Regions from separate parts of the Mus musculus genome. Here region 2 is linked to region 1. A link is a contact called in public HiChIP or PLAC-seq data. All regions are on one chromosome and are shown on one strand. Each heading gives the region's core, a stretch centred on a gene start, on an enhancer-like site or on the middle of the called end of the contact. The rest is flanking DNA. Distances are from core to core; before and after follow the strand shown. Region 1 overlaps Hpse (heparanase). Region 2 holds the start of Helq (helicase, POLQ-like).

What was found. HiChIP or PLAC-seq counts read pairs in DNA pulled down with a chosen protein or histone mark.
Region 2: a contact with region 1 is called in an H3K4me3 HiChIP or PLAC-seq map of bone marrow-derived macrophages, with 2.1 times the contacts expected there. The contact joins the promoter of Helq here to the enhancer-like site in region 1. A contact is called at or near these places in 5 of 39 promoter capture datasets (the C10 cell line, the HPC-7 cell line, hematopoietic stem and progenitor cells and 2 more), 1 of 15 datasets of contacts at CTCF or cohesin (large pre-B cells), 19 of 484 Hi-C or Micro-C datasets (the 3T3-L1 cell line, B cells, the C2C12 cell line and 16 more), 11 of 115 datasets of contacts at active chromatin or transcription factors (the 230-238 cell line, the HPC-7 cell line, the SCID.adh cell line and 6 more) and 5 of 9 other capture datasets (adipose tissue, bone marrow-derived macrophages, liver and 2 more).

Annotation. Positions count from the first base shown.
Region 1 is chr5:100,693,301-100,695,946 of GRCm38.p6, forward strand. It overlaps Hpse (heparanase), which reads right to left. Exons shown (of 12, transcript NM_152803.5): 5 at 2,187-2,355; 6 at 852-899. Among named protein-coding and RNA genes, the nearest start is that of Coq2, 20 kb to the left of the region's middle. Within about 2 kb of position 1,356, at least 4 of the 459 cell types and tissues checked have an H3K27ac peak or open chromatin away from gene starts, as enhancers often do. A contact at or near this core is called in bone marrow-derived macrophages, where this site is marked.
Region 2 is chr5:100,797,251-100,799,896 of GRCm38.p6, forward strand. Helq (helicase, POLQ-like) reads right to left here and starts at 1,350. Exons shown (of 18, transcript NM_001081107.1): 1 at 1,044-1,350. The coding sequence starts at 1,223. It overlaps Mrps18c (mitochondrial ribosomal protein S18C), which reads left to right and starts at 1,509. Exons shown (of 6, transcript NM_026826.1): 1 at 1,509-1,610; 2 at 2,302-2,363. The coding sequence starts at 1,520.

The sequences.
Region 1 (2,646 bases), core at 106-2,605:
AACATTACATTTGTTTTATTAATATTATTTTTTTGCATAATGACATTCGAAATGCTGCCTGTTTATTACTTGAACTTTTAAAAGTCAATCAGCAGCCAGGCAAAAATAACAATAACTATAACTGGAATTAGCTTTTCAGCATTAAGAATTCTTATTCTTTTGGCAGGAGGTGGTGGCGCACGCCTTTAATCCCAGCACGCGGGAGGCAGAGGCAGGTGGATCTCTGAGTCTGAGGCCAGCCTGGGCTACAGAACAAGTTCCAGGCCAGCCAGGGCTACACACAGAAACCCTGTCTCAAAAAACCAAAAAGAAAGGAGGGGGGACTGCACAGAGTCTTTATCTCAAAAAATCAAAACAAGAATCCAAACCAACATCAGAAAAAGAATCCTTATTTAAAAAGAGAGCGAGAGATGCTAATTGTTTGTTTATTTAGAGACACAGTCTCTCACCCTGTAGCCTTGGTTGGCCTGGAACTCAATATGTAGACCAGGCTGGGCTTGAACTCACAGAGATCTCCTGAGTGCAAAGATTAAAGATGTACACCACCACACCCAACTTATATTTGTGTGTGTGTGTGTGTAAATGTGTGCCTGTATGAGTTATATGCACACGTGTGTGTAATGCCCTTGGAGGCCAGAAAAGTGATCTCCTGGAAATGGAGACACAGATGGTTGTGAGCCAGGACCCAAAGCCAAGTCCTCTGTAAGAACAGCAAGTGGTGCTCCTAACTGCTGAGCCAGCTCTCCAGCCCATTTGTAATGTAACTATAATTACATCACTGAGGCATGGGGGTGGGGTGGGCATTAAACAAACTGACATTAATAACGGGATATTGTAGTGTGAGTACTTACTGATGCCATGTAAGAGAGTCGATCACTTCTCCGCCAGCCTTCAGGAAACTAGAAGAAACGTTCCGTGGTGAGGTCACGTTCCCTCAAACGAACGCGTGCTTCAGAATAGCGTTTTCCCTGAAGATGGCTGATTATGCCGTGAGCCTCAGGCAACACAAACATCCTAATCCTACTTGACATTTGCTCCAGATTCCTTGGAATTTTAAGCCAATGGTTCCTCTTTTGATAACCCATATAATTAAGCAGCAAACTGTTTGCTAGTGTGTGGACTATTGGGGCTTCTCCATGGGAGAAAAGTGGTTCTGCTTTCTTGCTGAGAGAGCAGCAAAAGCTAAGAAGGAAACCCCCGTCCCGCTCAGAGCTGAAGCTAAAGCCAAGGCCACTGAAAACCAAGGCCACTGAAAGAAGAGCTGCACATCTCCCCCCTTCCACTGCCCAAGACCCCGAAGCTCCAGAGGCAGTCTGTATACCTCAGTGATAGCATCTCCAGGAGGAACAAGCTTGATCCCTCTGCCCTCATCTGGTTCCCCTGACCTCTGAGTCATTCATGGAGAAGACAGAATTCATCAACACGCTCCAGCTCATTGTTTATGTCAAGACCAGCAAGAGTCAAATCAAACAGGCTGAGAGGAAACTCTTGGACATCGATATGGCCCACAGCAATCTCCTACTTAAGCCTGACAGAAGGCACATGCTCGACTGCCTCTTCATACAATGCGTTGGTTGTTGTCAGCAAAATTAGGACCATCTAAACTCAGTTCAGTGGGTAATTTTAAGTACACATTTTTTTTAAGCATTAAAAAAGTAAGAAGGCTCCAGGTGGTGGTGACATATACCTTTAATCCCAGAATCCAGATGGTAGAGGTAAATCTCTGAGTTCTAAGCCACCCTGGTCTATATAACCTGTTCCGGGACAGCTGATGCTAAACAGAGAAACCCTGTCTTGAAAAACCAAGAAAGCAGGAGGAGAGAAAGAAGGAGGAAGTGGAGGGGAGGAGGAGGAAGGAAAAGAGGAAGGGGAAGAGGAGGAAGAGGAAGAAGAGGAGAAGAGGAGGAGAAAGGAGGAGGAGAAGAGAGAGAAGGAAAGAGAGAGAGAGAGAGAGAGAGAGAGAGAGAGAAGAGAGAAAGAAAGAAAGAAAGAAAGAAAGAAAGAAAGAAAGAAAGAAAGAAAGAAAGAAGGAAGGAGAAAGAGAGAGAGAGAGGGAGGGAGGGAGGGAGGGAGGGAGGGAGGGAGGAAGGAAGGAAGGAAGGAAGGAAGGAAGGAAGGAAGGAAGGAAGGAAAGAAGGAAGAGAGAAGGAAAGAGAGAGAGAAAGTTGTACATTCCCAGTTCCTACCTCCTCAGCAGTTTAACTGTCTTCCCTCGAGGCTGACCGATGTCAGGACCATAGAGTTTTGCATTTTGGAAAGCTGACCTTTGTAGAAGTTTATGCAACTCCACAAAGTCTTCTCCTAACTGCAACCCATCGATGAGAATGTGAGCTTTCTTCCAGAAACTGTTGGGCTCTGAAAGACAGCAAGTCTCACACTCACCTCTTACCTGAATGTCTTTCTTTAAACACAAACATACAGCAACAAGCATTTCTCAAATTACAAAACCTAGAATCAAAAGTAAGGAAAGTGGCCGGTGAGATGGCTCAGCAGTTAAGAGCACTGACTGCTCTTCCAAAGGTTCTGAGTTCAAGTCCCAGAAACCACATGGTGGCTCACAACCATCCATAATGAAATCTGACTCCCTCTTCTGGTGTGTCTGAAGACAGCTACAGTGTACTTACATATAATAATAAATAAATCTTT
Region 2 (2,646 bases), core at 100-2,599, 100 kb after region 1:
TATGGGATATCAGGATGCTAAGAAACATTTTTTTAAAAGTCAGAACAGGATCTCACCTTACTGAGGCTACACACTCCTGATCCTCCTGCCTGTTTCCTGAATGCCTCACCATGCCTGGTTTTAGGAGGTGTTGGGATCAAACCCAGGGTGTTGGGCATTCTAAGCAAACATTCTGTCAACTCAGATACATCCCCCAAGGGGTGATACTGGAATTCTAAATTATTTATTCTGGTGCTGCCATGTGAGCCCAGGGCCTGCCCCAGGCTCCGCTGCTGAACCTAACCGCCCAGTCTTTGGCATTTTAATTCTTAAACCTATGCTAAAGCACTTAAGAATGAAAGAACAGTAACTCTCTCCAAGATTCAATAGATGCTTCTGATAACTGTGGTAATTCCGGCCCAGGCACTAACGTAGAAGCTGGTCTGCTACAAAATCATGATTGTGCCATTAGACACTACAATGTTCCACTAGACACTACAATGAAATTCTGTTCTGAACTTGGAATTGAGACAGTCATGTGCACACTCATGTATGGTGGCTTACAGAACAGAGATGTAAACTGGGAGGTGATAATTATTTATTGAGTCACAACTTTAGTCTCTCAACTTCCCTGGACTCACTTACCGTTGTAAAAGTCTACATAATATGGCTAGTTTAATAACGTAACTAGCAATTAATGGGTCATCAATAAAAATGTTTTATCAGTAAAGTAGAGCCGAGCCATTTGGAAGGCTAGCTTTCTCTCTGTCAAGCCAGTTAATTGCCCCGTGAATACTTTTTATGACAGGGGATGGAAGGAGCATGTAGGTTTGACATCTACCTAGAAGTCGGGGGTTTAAGCAGTGTCTCCCAAGTGATGGAGATAAAAGGATAACAAAGGTGAGAGAGCGAGCTAAGGCTACTCATGATGTGCACCTGGGAAGAAGGCGGTTTCACCTCCCGCGCAGCCGTGCCCGGGGCGGGACACGCGGTTGCCACCGCAGCCCCTGGGATGACAGGACCGGGCGAGTCAACGGGGATGCGGGGACTCAGCAGGGCTGTACCTGGGCGTGCTCCGGGCTCCCGGTTTTCCGGCGGCGGCTCCCGGCTGCAGCTTCGTCCTCCGTGTCCTCGGCAGGCTGGAGCTCGGCCGGGGTCGGGGAGGCACGGAGGTTCTCCAGGTTGCCGCGGTTCCTTTTGCGGACAGACACCCGCCGGCGGATGCGGGGACAGCCGTCCTCCATGACAACGGCCCAGAGTCCCTGCGACAGCCGCCCTGGGTGCAGCCCGGAGCCGGTGGCGCCGTTCTGGAGACAGCAGGTGACCCAGCATCAGCTTTCCATCCCTCAGCAGCGCAGCCCCGGGTCACGTGACTTCCGGCCCGGGAAGCGCGGGAAGATAAAGGTGCAGTGCATTGAAACCCGGGCCGCGTTCGCGCCGGAACCTTTGCGTCGAATCCCGGGCAGACAGGGGAAGAGCACCAGAAAGGACCTGTCGGGGCGCTTAGGGAAATAGAAAGGAAGAGGAAGGGCGGAGAACCATGGCCGCTCTGGTTGCTCTGTGCAGTGGTATAGGGAGGAAGAATTTGACAACCGCGGCTGGCTGCTTCACGGATCGCGGAACTCAAGCAGGTAAAACGTCCGGCATAGCATTATAGCCGCTGATTGTCGGTGGGGTCCTCGCCGTTAGCAAAATGACTATTTCAATAGAACTAGGTTTGAGATAAGTGGGAGGCTCGAGTCATCGTAGACTAGTTTCCTAGAGCTGAAGAGGACTTTGAGGTGTAGTCAACCACTTTACCCCGTTACTTATTCACTTTACAAAAACCTATCGCCCCGACTCCTCAATAAGACTTTCTGGACACTTGTTGGCTGTGGTTCTCTTGCATCTGTTTCCATCCGCTGCTTGGACGAAGCCTCTCAGGAAACAGTTATGCTATCTAGGCTCCTGTCTCCAAGGTGTAGTCAACTCTTTTTTTGTTTGTTTGTTTTATGCTTCTTTGTCAATGTCTTGAATCTTTTTATTTCTCCTTTGGAATGACAGTACCATTCTGTTGTTTCTGTACATATTTGAATTTCAATCCGTAACTGTAGAAATGAGAAAGAATTTATAGGAGAGGAAGTATATATGTCCTTTATCCAAAGCCTTTGGAACCGCTCATTTTGAGTCCTATTATGTCCCAAATCTAACAGGTTGCTAACTAATCATTGAAAAGAATGTTTGATATTGTGCCCTTTGATTATCTAGCATCTTTAAAAACGTAAATCTTGGTTAGATATGCAGCGAATGAAAACAATTGTGTTGTCGCCATTTTCTCTTTAGTTTCTGTGATTTGGAGACGATGTTTTTCACAGTTTGAACAGGTAACCAGCAATGAGGACCTGGTAAGATTTCGTTTTCTTTTTTTAAAGAAGACATTATTTTATTATTTGTATGTATGTGGGGGAGGGGAGTTGTGGAAGCCAGAAGAGGGCATTGGATTCTCCTGGAGCTGGAACGAGGTGGTCGTGAGCCACTGGGTGTGGGTGCTGGGATTCAAACCCTGTACTTAGTAACATTAGGGAGTACTTTTAACCACTGACACCTATCCAGCCCCAGGTCCCCCTCCCCCCATATTACTAATTCATTTCCAAATTCAGCCTAATTTTTAATATTTGGAATTCAATT